Regions from separate parts of the Mus musculus genome. Here region 2 is linked to region 1. Evidence: chromatin contacts called from public Micro-C data. All regions are on one chromosome and are shown on one strand. Each heading gives the region's core, a stretch centred on a gene start, on an enhancer-like site or on the middle of the called end of the contact. The rest is flanking DNA. Distances are from core to core; before and after follow the strand shown. Region 1 holds the start of Sv2c (synaptic vesicle glycoprotein 2c). Region 2 holds the start of Cert1 (ceramide transporter 1).

The links. A called contact is a pair of places that touch in the nucleus more often than the background predicts.
Region 2: a Micro-C map of embryonic stem cells shows a contact between it and region 1, with 6 times the contacts expected there. The contact joins the promoter of Cert1 here to the promoter of Sv2c in region 1. A contact is called at or near these places in 5 of 39 promoter capture datasets (cranial neural crest, embryonic stem cells, hippocampal neurons and 2 more), 4 of 484 Hi-C or Micro-C datasets (cerebral cortex and embryonic stem cells) and 4 of 115 datasets of contacts at active chromatin or transcription factors (embryonic stem cells and neural tube).

The regions. Positions count from the first base shown.
Region 1 is chr13:96,129,289-96,136,424 of GRCm38.p6, reverse strand. It overlaps Sv2c (synaptic vesicle glycoprotein 2c), which reads left to right and starts at 3,848. Exons shown (of 13, transcript NM_029210.1): 1 at 3,848-3,977. Gm29543 (predicted gene 29543) reads right to left here and starts at 3,700. Exons shown (of 2, transcript NR_167969.1): 1 at 3,646-3,700; 2 at 2,175-3,065.
Region 2 is chr13:96,540,068-96,546,571 of GRCm38.p6, reverse strand. It overlaps Cert1 (ceramide transporter 1), which reads right to left and starts at 3,837. Exons shown (of 18, transcript NM_023420.2): 1 at 3,313-3,837. The coding sequence starts at 3,408. Polk (polymerase (DNA directed), kappa) reads left to right here and starts at 3,993. Exons shown (of 15, transcript NM_012048.3): 1 at 3,993-4,245.

The DNA.
Region 1 (7,136 bases), core at 2,599-5,098:
GCCCACCGCGTGCTTCCACTGTGGTGTGCTGCCATGATACAGGCCCAGAGCAAGGGCAGTGGATCACAGACCAAAACCTGGAGAGCTCTGAGGCAAATAAACACTTTATCTCGATAAGTTGATAACATTTGAGATTTTGTTACAGTGACGGAAAGCTGACTAAGGTTGCTCATAGTGAGTGGTGGCCAGCGCTTCCTCTATTAGGTTTGGTTGTTCAAGTCCTGGATTTTGTATTTTCTTCTTCCAACTCTTGGAGATATTGTTTACCATATTGGTCATATTGGTCATTTTATTTTATTTTAATTGAGGCAGGGTCTCACAATGTTGCCCTAGTTGGCCTTGAACGTGCCATGTAGGCCAGGCTGACATCTAACTCCCAGAGGATCTGACTGACTCTACCTCCCAAGCTGAGATCAACAGTGTAAGCCACTACACCCAGTACTCAAGCATCTCTCAAGAGGTTAGGAGAATAGGTATCTGAGAAATGGTCAATGGAATAGCATCATTTATCAAAACCTGAAGAAATAGTGGGGCAAAAGCAATACTTACCAATAATTGTTTTTATAAGCCTGCACTTAGATACATATAAATGGCACATGCTATTTATATGTACTGGTTTTGTCAAAAAAATATAATAAACCTTTAGATGTCTGTTGTGGGTTGTAGGAAGTCCTGAGCAGGACACTTAAGTGATGCAAAGAGCATACAACCAGGCTGCAGAAAACTACAGAACAGATCTCTCTCCAGCCAAGCAAATTGCAAGGGAGGAGAGAGAGACAGACAGACAGACACACAGAGAGAGCAGAGAGAGAGAGAGACAGAGACAGAACCAAGATCTGGAGACACATCAGTCATTTGCAATATATGGTCTTGGTTCTAACAAACTGAGTTTCTGAAACAGTATAATTCAATAAGAGGAGAGTGGAAGATTCCATTAGAACGAGAATGGAAGGAAGGATTGTGCTAGCCATTTATGCGTTAGAAGGGAGAGCTAGAGAGCTGGATGGGGGAAGGGACAGAGTATGGGGGTCAGGATGTAAATGTAAATCACAGTTGAGATTCTGGGCTGTTTGTGGTCATGGAAACGAACCCCCATTACAGTTTTGATGAGAGGCATGGTGGTAGGGCATCTTTGGGAAGAGTGTTGAGAGCAGGACGAGTATGTGTCTGTAGCTAGATATCGACTCCCAGTGACAGAGAAAAGAGCTGGATACGTAGGGGCTTGTGATACAAAGGTATGGGGCTCTCTCTAGACCCCTGCCATGGAAGCCAGATGCTATTCTGAGCTTGCAGGAAGCAGCATACAGAAGCTTTGGGAAACTTTCCTCTATTTATGGGGGAAGTAGGAATAATTCTTATTCTGTGGCCACTCTGTGTTAGGCACTATGGTTCTTGTGTAACCATAGCACCTGTATGTCTTCTCTAAAAAGTGAAACCAGTTTGCGGATGCAAAGACAGATCCTATTGGCTGCTCAGGAAGACTTGGTTTTTGAGGTGAATTTTGAATGAAATTCTTTTTTGGTAGAAAGGTAGTGACTTCAAGAGCCCTGAGGTGTGGTGACTACAGGGCAGTTATGCATCTTTACCTACATAGGCTCCTATGAGACCAATGTTTTTAGAAGAGAAAAAATGGCTGACACTTGCTAGTAAGTGTGCTCAGCGGGACCAATGAAAGCTATCTCCCTCCCTCATCATCACCAAAGGAAACCCCTGTACTTCAAAGACACAATGTTTAAATGCCATATATAGCTCAGCTCTGTCTAGGGGAACTACAGGAGCTGTTATCTTCAAATGTAGCAAGAAGGGAAAATCCAGAGCTAGAAAGTCCACTCACCCTGTGAGAGTCCATGGACCCCACAAGAACTGGTTGAAGGAAGAGTCCCATACCAGGAAGTGTGTTAACTGTTTTTTGTTTGTTTGTTTTGTTTTGTTTTGTTTTTTAAGGTTCATCTCATTGTTCTCTATACATCCATCATTTGGAGAAATAATAAATTACTATGCAACTATTACTGGCACGCCCTCAAAGAGGTATCCATCAGGGCAGTAAATGAATTACCAGCACCTTTTGCAACGCCACATAGATCCAGATACGATTTACGTTTTTAAAAATTTCACACCGATGCTGGAGCACACCTGTGCCTACATGGTATCTTACATTGGTAGCAACACAGATGTTTTACCCCAAATAATTGTTTATTAAGTAAGAATGCACAGGAAGGATGTCTAAATGAGTGGGTTAATTTTTAACCATTCCAATCATTCATCTCACAGCACCACAGTAAGTGGTACAAACCGCAAAGCATTTAAGCAAAACACACAATCCAGATGGATTTTTCAAAGATCGGTCCAGAAACTGTAGGCTCAACAGGGCCTGGGAATCCTGAGTCTCGGAATGCCAGAGCAGCAAGGAGGGGCAGCCAGAGGTTGGAGGCTGGTTCCATTTTCCTCTCTTCATCTCATCTTGAATTGTGGCACACACGGATTATAGCAAGCTGGAGTTATCTGTCCCAGGCGGTCCACGTGGTCCCCACCAGCTTCTTTAGCGAGAGCCTCCAGACCGCCTGGATCTCTGAAGAGCCCGGCTGCTCTTCTCCAGCAACACAAACATTTACATGCATTGTTTACTTATGTATCGGCACAGCCAAGCATTTAGCCACCTATTCAATCTTTCAGGCTATTTACTCTCGCATGAACTCATCCAGGGAGAGATTGTGTGAGAGATCTACCCACTGCAGCTCCCACCAGCGCCTCGCTTTGTCTCGCTCCTCGGGGTTACCATTACAAGGGTAATGATTGCGCGGCGGGCACCTGCCGGGGGTCGGGGAGCTTCCAAAGTACACGAGTTTCACGAGAGCTCGGAGCTGGTAGGGTCTACTTTATGAGGATGTCTGGCTTCCCACTTTGTCCCTTCCGATGAGCGGATGGGTAACAGGATGACGCTCTGCCCTGCCAAGACGGAGTAGATACTTGGGTGTGGTCTCTCCAGGATGAGTTCCAGTTGGTATAGTCCAGCCCCAGCGCTAAGGTGAGGCTAAGGTTGCCGTTTCTCACCCTCTAAGGCATTCCTGAGAACAAGAGCAATATTCTCACCTCTCTCTCTCTCTCTCTCTCTCTCTCTCTCTCTCTCTCTCTCTCTCTCTCTCCTATTAAAAATGCTAGAAATCCCCCCACCCGGAGTTCCGGCTGCTCCCTGGCCCTCCCTGGTTTAGGGACACATACACACATCCCGCACGTGGAGTTCCTTCCGCTACACCCCAAGTTTTGTCTCGTGTGCTAGCATGGAGATTGGGGGGTAGGCGGGGGTGATCAGCTACTCCTGACTTACGGAAAGCCTAGTCAAAATTAACCAGTTCCAGGCTCAGAAACAGAACAAAAGCCCTCCTTCCCGAGGCACTGGCCTCCAGCAATCAACAATTTCCTTGTGCTTTGATGGACCCGACCCAAGGGGCTGCCAAACGAGCAGCGCACAGTCACACTCGGTGACTAATTCAGCACGGGTGCCTTATCGACGCCCCCCACCCCGCCTCCTCCTCCTGCTACAAACTGAGCTCTGACTTCTCCAAAAGTACCTGCCACTTGGAGCCAACCCCCACCGCACCCCTCCCCACCCCCGACCCGAACCGCAGCAACACCTCCGCATCATACCGGGAGCTCGCCCAGCCTTGCACAGCGCCCTCCTCCCCCGCGCGCCGTAACCCCCTCCCTGCGCATCGCTTGTACTCTAGCCACGCCGCCGCCCGCCACTGCAGCACCGAAGGGAGGAGGCGAAGGAGGAGGACCGCAGCGTGGCCGCCGGGAGCCACTTTCCCGCCCCTCCTCTCGCTGCCGACTAGCTCAAAGGAGTCACCACTGCGCGCGCTGCAGGAGAGAGTGGCAGACCGAGGCGGCCCCGGGCTGCAAGCGGAGGGGTGCTCGCAAGGCGACGGCTGCAGTGCAGAGCGGTGGCTCAGGGCAGGGGGTCCCCGGCGCCTGAAACGGTGAGTAAGGAGTCCCCCGCAACCGTGGCAAGGGCTCGTTCCGTGCTAGGTTTTTCTTCTGTGCCGGGAGACCCAGCGTTGTAACCAGAGAACTTTTTGCAGCCTTCCAGAAGCGCAACTAGCGCAACTTTGCCAGCTCTGGCCCGGGAAAAGCGGCTGCAGGTGAGGCAGGCTGCCCGCTGGGTACCTGTGTTGGGATGGCAAGCAGGAAATCTCACTGAGGCAGTCGAGTGGCCCCGGGTTTACTAGGCAGAGGCAGGTTAAAGGTGCGCTATGTTCGGGATTCAAGGGCAGGTGGGTGGGCAGCTGCAGGCATCTCCCGACTTCTTTGGGGGCGCAGGGGTGGGGGAGTTTCAGGGAGGGCTGGAGAGACTATTCAAAACAGGCAGCCGGGAGCGCCCACTATCAGCGAGCCATCCCCGCAGCCTCTGGCTCAACTTTTTCTGCGGGGAACCCTCTGCAGATGTGCAGAAGTGGTTGGAAAGCACGGGGAGCCGCAGTCGGCTCTGCGGGAGGCTAGCAGAAAACCCGTCAATTTTCAAACTCTTACACACACACACACACACACACACACACACACACACACACACACACACAAGCTGAAAGCAGGAAAGCCTGCTGTGGCCCTTTGTAAGAATCAACACTTCTCCAACACTGCACCTCTATTGAGCAAAACCCTATCGAGCGTCCACTATGCGCCTAGGGGCGCAGCGAAGCGCATCTAAGAGTGAGGATTTCTTAGGAGAGGGACTGTCCCCAATGATGATGATGATGATGATGATGATGATGATGATGATGATGATGATGATGGCAGCAACAATTACTACCGAGGTATCTAATTTAAGGACAAGAGGAAATGGGCGACAGGTCACCATCTTCTCTTGGTGGACTTTTCCTCTCCAACTGGGCTCTAGAATCGAGAATACTTTCTCCCGCGAACTGGAACGCCTCTGGCCAGGAAGGAAAGAAAGATTTTAGAATGCCGGGATGAACTTGGCTGGGGAAGCCAGCACCCCACCTCAGATACAAGGAGCATCTCTGTGGGCGTGCGGGAACCTCAGTCCGCCACGCGCGGGGGCGGAGAGGGAGGAGCTGAGTCACCAGCTCTGGAAGTACCGCCTGGACCATGGGAGCGGGGGGGGGGGGGCGCTCGCGTCACCCTCTACGTGTGGGCGTGATGCAAATACAGCCCCGCAAGGGGAGGGCGCGGTGGAGGGAGGGCTAGGAGACCCAGCCTGTCTGGGAGCGCGCGCGTGTGTGCGTCAAAGGCTCCGGAGTGATGGATGCCCTGTGGCGCGCCCTGTGCAGACGGCAGCGACTGGAGGGACTCGGGTGGGAGGATAGACTGCGGCAGGGGTGGCAGGGGATGCCGGGCAATACAGAGGCTGCAGGCAGGCAAAGAGCTCCGCAGTGTGCCGCAGTGGTAGCACTGGGAAGGCGTCGTCTCAGCAACCAGGATTCCCCCGGGTGCCCAGACATCTTTTAAGTCTCTGAGGGATGCCCAGATGTTCCTTTCTCCCGTCAGACTCCCTTCCTTCCTGCATAGCTGATTGACTAAGAAAACGGGCGGGGAGGGGGGCGCTTTTCAGTTTACTTTTTGTCCTTAGCAGGAGTAAGACAGTTCTTTCAGAGTCCATTCATTTTATGTTAGCAAGCTTCCTAGTGCTCAGGCCAATTTTTCAAGCAAATGCTTTCTTGGTTGAGTTCCTCAGGTTCTCTAAAGCCAATCCTTTCCTAAGGCTTTTGGCAGAGGCCTGGCATCTAAGTGGGATTTGAGAAAGGCTTAGAAAAAAAAGTGGCGCTTTGGTTTTTTAAACCATAAAAATTCGTGTTGAAAGTACTGTTGGCTGATCTTGGACTCCCTGACAGAATATTAAAAATCCCATCTTTTTTTTTTTAATTTAAAATACATTCTGGGAAGCCTATAGCAAATGCCTTGACTGAATGAGCCCAAAATTTGTAGTATGTGAGACAAAAGGAATAAGGGAGATGGACTAGCAGGGAAGAAAGTGGAGTGGGAGAGTAGTAGTGACCAAGAAACCCAAGCAAAGATCTGGCTCCCTATTTCTCCAAAGATGGTCATTGGCCGCTAGAATTTTAGCTGCTGGCTTTCATCCTCCACAGCAAAGAACAGTGAAAACCAGCCCTTGGAGGGCTTCATTTCCTCAGCGTTGTGATCAGACAGCCTTGGAAGCACAAGAAAGGATGAAATAAACACCTTCCAGGAAAAAGAAAAAGAAAATAGTTTTCTTTAAAAAAAAAATGTATGGAGACTTCCTACATCGTTTCTTTAATGCAATTTGGTGCTCAGTGTCGACACACGCCGACAACAGTCCTTCCCTGATACTCTAAACGCAAATGTCATTAGCTGCTGTCTGGAGAAGGCAGGCTCAGTCGGAAGGGTCTGGAGGACATCTGGCTGCTTTTGGGTGATGTAGTGGAGAAATACATTTGTCTTCACGGCTCTACGACAGGGAAATTCACTTCTCTGGCCTCACCAAAAGATTAACCTAAGAAATTTTAGGTAAAAATGGTGATTGTTCTATTATGTTTCTTAAATGTGAATGATGCTTCAGAGAGCAAGATGCAGTTCCCAGCCTCAGGGTGATTACTGAAAAGATGCCATACTGTGCCGCATGTCACATGATCGCCAGAAAACCCATTGTCTTATGACTAGGAATGTGAGCGCTCATTCTGAAATGAGTTTGTTGAAGACTATTTTATGAATAAAAGCATCCGATTTGTCAGTGTGTCATCGTGGGCAGCTCAGTCTTGTTCATCTTAAGACACCTAACAGTAGATTTCTTGGGATGGTGAAATTGAAACGGCTCTCTAGAGTCTGTTCAGTTGCTTTAGGGGAGAAACTTCAATCCACCGGTGTGTTTTCCTGGTTCTGTTTGTTGGGCTTTCTATCTGACACAGGTTCACAGAGCACATACTTGTTTAAATTCATCCTTTAGATTAGGTTTGATTGCAAGCATAAGGGGCAGCTCTCTTCCCTCTCTCCCTCCTCAATTGTATACAGTTTTCACCCATGGCTACATTTTTTTCTTTGCTTTTTAAATTTTCTTTTTCTTGAGAATCCAGTATAAAATTTTGCAGCAGATTGAATTAGGAGGGTCTTCCTTGAGACAGCTGAGAGCACCAAGAGGCTGAAAT
Region 2 (6,504 bases), core at 2,588-5,087, 410 kb before region 1:
AGGCAGAGGCAGGTGGATTTTTGAGTTCGAGGACAGCCTGGTATACAGAGTGAGTTCTAGGACAGCCAGGGCCATACAGAGAAACCCTGTCTTGAAAAACAAACAAAAAAAACAAAACAAAACAAAACAAAAAACCAACAACAAAACAAAACTATGTCTCAGAGGTATTTGACTACCATGTGAAAGGAAGGAAAAAAGTTTTGGATTGGCCTATTTTTGATACAAATTTCAGTCCAGTCAATTCCAAACCCATTCCAGTTTACGAAACAATAAAGAAAATGGATTAATATTAGAACTTATCTACATAATTCATCAAAAGGAAAAGAACAGATGTTGAAAACTAACTCTTGCTTAAATTATCAGGTAAATAACAGAGGGTTCAAATTTCAAAAGACTTTAATCTTAAAAGCATGCATCATCCAGTGTGCATGGACTTATTCAGTATAAGGTTCCTTTACTGGGGCTGCAGCCATACATAGTACAGCAGAATACTGGCCTAGCATTCGTGATGCCACTGGGTTTGCTCTCTAACAATGTCCAAAACTAAACAAAGCAACTTTTAGAAAATAGAAACTAGACATATGACTGTGAAGCACTTGCTAAGCAAGCATGAAGACTTTGAGTTTGGTCCCTAACATCCACAGAAGAACTCCAGGCTCAGTAGTGGCATATGCTTATCATCTTAGGAATGGGGAGGTGGAACAGGAGGAACTCTGGAGCTTGTTGACTAAAACCAGTCTAGCTAAATGGCAAGCTTTAGGATTGGTGAGAGACCCTGTCTAGAAGAACAAGGCAGAAGACTGAGAAAGGCACTCAGTTTAAATCTCTGGTCTCCAAGCAGGGGTACACATATGCATACATAAACATGTACACATATAAAATAAAAATCTCTGTAAAACATTAGGTATAATTATACACACACACACATATAGAACTATATATATGCATGTATATACACATATTTTTTTTTCAAGACAGGGTCTTACTATGTAGCTCTATCTGTCCTGGAACTCACTATGTAGATCAGCTGGCCTGGAATTCACAGATATTCACCTGCCTCTGCCTCCCATAAATTCTTAAATTTTAGGAAATTTTTCTTTACAGCTGTTAATAAAGTTTTACTACTGTTGGTTGTATATATACAAACAGTCAAAATTAAAACAACTCCCCTTTCACGGACATAGCCAAATAGGATCCTACTTTAAAAATGATTTTGCGAGACAAAGCCTTTTGTAGATAGGTAGGTTGGTTGGCTTGAAACTTGCAATCCTCCTGTTTCAGCAACCTAGGTGCTAGGATTAAGTAAACACAACTCTGTCATGTCCCAGGTTCAGATTCACATTATACTTCATACACTGCTCTGTACAATAGTAGGTCACAGAGCTTATGACTTTTTATTAATTGGTCATTACAATCGTTCAACATCCAAAAAGTGATGATCAACAAGTCAAAAATAAGCCGGGCATCAGAGGTCCACACCTTTAATCCCAGCATTAGGGAAGCAGAGGCAGGTGGATCTCTGTGAGTTTAAGGCCGGCCTGGTCTACAAAGTGAGTTCTAGGACAGCTATTGCTAGACAGCGGAAACCCTGTCTCAAACAAACAAGTCAAAAGTGTAACTTGCTTCATAAAATACTTGAACAAAAAACTAATACGGCAGTCTGGTTCTCATCTAATGACAATGAATTGAGACTATCAAAATCAGGAGAGACAAAGAACCCATTTTATAACCATTTGAAAATGCAAATGTGGGGCTGGAGAGAAGGCTCAGTGGTTAAGAGTACTGACTGCTCTTCTGAAGGTCCTGAGTTCAAATCCCAGCAACCACATGGTGGCTCATAACCACCCGTAATGAGATCTGGCGCCCTCTTCTGGTATGTTTGAAGACAGCTACAGTGTTCTTATGTGTAATAATAAATAAATCTTTAATAAATAAACAAATCTTAAAAAGAGAAAATGCAAATGTATTACACAATGTGTTTAGTAGATTCTTAAATTATAAAGATGCAATACTGAAACCATCACAATAAAATTTCAAAAATAATCACAGAATTAAATACAACATAATTTTCTACTATGTAAATAAAAGTTAACACTTGGAAGCCTTGCATCTGGCATTCTTAAGTCTATCCCAGGCCTTTTCAATCTAGGACACTGTAGATACTTTAATAGCCTAAATTTCAGACAATTCCAGAAATGATGTTCAAGAACACTAGAAGCAGAATGATTTCTTAATGGGCATTAGCACATGACTTAGTATCTTATGACCAGCTTGTTAAGGGACCAGCCCTGATTCTCCCTCTGGAAACTAACTGCTTGCTCTAAGCATTTCTTAAAGTTTAACAGGAAAGGACTGGGAAGTCATAAAGACTGAGTCTTCCCACAACAAAAACGTAAAATACAACACACTGTGAAATATTAACAAGATCACTTATTTCCAGCCCTATAAATTCTATCTAGGCTTAAAGGAAAGAAAGAAAGAAAGAAAGAAAGAAAGAAAGAAAGAAAGAAAGCTGAAACGGTGCTTTTAAAAGTACAGAGGCAAAACAAAACAAAAAATGTCTTTCCTTTCTGTACAAATACTGCATTACTAAATAACGCTCCTTTTCCTGAACTAAAGGTCGGTCTTCCTTCTGACACGTTCCAACTTACTATTAATATTTCTTATCCACAGCTTGCCAATTCAATAGCTCTTTTCTGAACTTGGACAAGGAGGGGGTAAGGTACAAAAGTGCCGCACACGCTTCCTACACCAAAGATCACTCACACCTCAAAGTTTACTATCTCAGATTTCAAGGCCAAACCCAGTCAACTGGTTTGCCTAAGTTACACCAATTAAGAGCCGAACAGCACCTGCCCCCATTCTGGTAGGGGCCTCCAAAATACAGTCTGAAAGGTCGATTTCACCGCCCTCCTGCCCAGCACTTCTTCAGACACCACGGGTTGCCCAACCCAGATTCCTACACCCCAGACAGCTGCGGCCTTGGGTTCCAAGTTACCAGATGCACCTTGCCTCCCGAACTAGATCACGGATTTAATACAAGCTTTCCAAGGTCCTCCGCCAAAGCTGACAGGATCCAGGAATTGGGGGGCTAGCGGTAAGGACAGTCCCAAGCACCTCCTATCCCATCCCTGGCCAGGCACTCATTCCAAGACGACCTTTCGGCCCCGCACCCCAGCACATTCCGCAGCCCCCGCCCCGGGACAGTCGGTGCCTCCAGTCCAGCCCCACCCCAGGTCCCGAGCGGCTCCCCCTCGCCTCGCGGCAGGTGAGTCCCGGCAGCGGATCCACGGTCCCCGCGGGGCAGCTCACCTTGCTGAGGACCCCGCAGCGCTCCACAGGCGGCCCGGACTCCGTCTCCGGATCCTCCTCCGAGCCCGACGAGTTCCAGCTCTGGTTATCCGACATGGAGACGCGACAGCCGAGCAGGAGACCGGCCCCCGCTCCGCGAGCTGCGCCAGTGCAGGCGCCTAGTCCCTGGGGTGAAGGGTCGGGGGATGGCACCGCCAAGAGAGCCCGCTCCGGGGAGTGAGGGAACAGGAAGAGGGACGAAGCGCGCCCGCCGCGCCGCCGCCGCCGCGCCTGACACCGAGCGGACCGGGGAAGGAGGACGAGCGGCGAAGAAAGCCTGCCCTTCCAGCCGTCAGCCGCCGTGGCCGTGACCCCTGCGCTGCGCCCGGCGCCGCCACCTGAACTCGGCCCCCTAGATGCCAACCTCAGTCAGGGAGGGAGGAGGGGAGGAAGACGGGAAGAGCCAAGCCAACGGCAGAGACCCAGATCCACTCACTCACACCTCCGCTACAGCCGCCATCTTCCTGCCGGGTCCACTATTTACCCTCCCTCCTCTCTCAGCTCCCTCCCCTCCGTCCTCCCATCCTCCCTCCACCCCGCCCCGGGCCCCTCCCGGCGGCTCGCGACGCTCCCTACCTCCGGCCCTCCCGGGTGACGACGGGTAGGGAAGGAGGCGGAGCCGGGAGAGGAGAAAGCTGAACAGGGAAGCCGCTGCGCTGCATTCTGGGAAGGCTGGCGCTCCGTCCGCCGCGCAGCCTCCTGGGAGTTGTAGTCGCAATCCTAGGCAACTGGTGTGTGTCCTGGGCGCGCCTAAAGGCTGGTTGCCTAGGGGAACCTTCTGAAGGCAAGTGGGCTTCTTTTGAGAGTTGCGTGCCCCTTTCCGTCCAGCCTGGCTTCCGATTCTGCCTTGCGTGTTTGTGACGAGCCAGCGAGCCGGGACGTGAGAACCCTCAGGTGAGGATGGTGGGCTGTGCGACGCTGCTTTCCGGAAAGCCCGGGAACATCTTTGCAACTTGCCTGGGCAAAAATGATAGGGACTCCGTCGCTTCACTCAGGTTAGGAGTTTATGATCTCTCCAGTCGCAAACTGAAGATTTGCTTCCTCTCTAAAACCGTCACTGTTAATTCCGAAGGACTACTGTCTATGTCTTCGGAAGTAGACTTAATATTTGACGTTTACTGCTGTTGGAGGAAGAATTCCTTCAGACTATTTTCTCACTGTTAATTTATAGAATTTTTATCTCGTGCAATTAATGTTGAGGTTGTCAGAGAACAAATAACGTTTAAAGAACTTCTTAAAAAGGAAATTAGGGTCATATTATATCCTGAAGTTTTCTCTTAGTTGTGAACAAGTATCTCCCCGGAGACCCATGTTAACCATCTTTTTCCTCCCCGGAAGACAGGATAACTTGGATAGAAACTTTCTATCATTAAGATCAAAATGCGAGTTTTACTAAATAATAAGGAATTAGGCAATAGGTAGCTATCAAATTCCTGATCATTTCCAACTTTGAAATTCCTTATTTAACTGCAGAAAGAATTTCTACCTGCTACCCAGATGGAAAAGTAAGAAATTTTGAGTGTTTGGGGGTAGGGTGGGGTGTTAAGGCACAATGACTAAGAAAAAACAAACAAACAAAACAAACAAAAACTCTGGGAGCAATCGAAGAGTCCTACACTCCACATGACAGGAAGTAGCCCTGAGAAGTTCTTGTGTAGAAGCATTCCTGGAGACTAAATGCAGTAGAATCTAAGTCTACTGTATGTCAGATACAAATGATTTTCCATCGTAAAATCATGACAAACATAACTGAAAGATATTCAAATGAATAAAACCTTAAGAGATAAAGATTTTAAGAATACCTTATCAGGGTGTTAAAACATAGCCCAAGGAGATATATGTACACACACACACACACACACACAGAGAGAGAGAGAGAGAGAGAGAGAGAAGAGGGCAAACCACTTTGTAAATTACAAGAGTATGCATTTAGATAGTTTGCTTTGCTTACTAAGTCAGATATGAATAGAATTTCTGATTCTTGTGCTAGGTTTTAGAATCACTGCTCTTAAAGAAAGTGGTTGTAAATATTGAGGAACTCACCTCACAATGCAATTTAGAATCACAGAAACAGTGTTATGTTTAATTTCTAAAAAGAACCTTCAATTTATTTGGTGACTCATTTAGGTTTTGAGTAATTGTGACCACCAACACCCAGCTCCTGCTTGCTCAGTTGAAAATTGCTTCCTTGTATTTAGTGTTAATGTTTGAGAAATTGCCTCCGTTGCATGGGTCCTTTGTACTAGAGGCTAAGATATTTTAAGTACAGGAAGATTTTTGTCTAGTGATTAGATTACCACATTAGAAATTATGGTTTGCATTATTACTGTTAGCAGAAAGCAGTGCCCTGCAGTAGCCATGCCGGAATGAAGGGTACAAGCTTTCTTTATTTCATAATAAAAATGGCCGCTGTCCAGCTGTCTGTCTTACATAGGGCCTTTTCTAATCCTTGTGCAGTGCTCCTCATTTTCATTAGCTTAATTTTTAGATCTTGTAAAATATGGGGTTTACTTTAGTGTGTAGAATGAAGTAAGAAATTAATTGTTGGTTTTTGGTTTTTTGCAACTGGGCATTTGGACCTGGCATTTTATTAAAGACTATTCTTTGTTTGTTTGTTTGTTTGTTTGTTTGTTTTGGGGGGTTGCTATTATTGTTTTAGTTGGTTGGTTGTTCAGTGATTTGGGGGTTTTTGGGTGTGTGTGGGGTTGGGGGGGGGGTTTGAGACAGGGTTTCTCTGTGTAGCCCTGGCTGTCCTGGAACTCACTTTGTAGACCAGGCTGTCCTCGAACTCAGAAATCCGTCTGCCTCTGCCTCCCGAGTGCTGGGATTTAAGGAGTGTGCCACCATGCCCGGCAAAAATACACTTTTTTTTTTCGGTTTGGTTTGGTTTGGTTTGGTTTGGTTTGGTTTGGTTTGGTTTTTAGAGACAGGATTTCTTCGTGTAGCCCTGGCTGTCCTGGAACTTGCTTTGTGGACCAGGCTGGCCTTGAACTCAGAGATCCACCTGTCTGTGCCTCTCAAGTGCTGTGCAATTAAAGGTGTGTATCATCAGCAACCATCCTGAACAGTCTATTCTTACTCTTACACAGATATGCCACCTTTATGACATATACAAACCCCGATGTATAGCCCTGCTACTGGGCTTCATTCTTT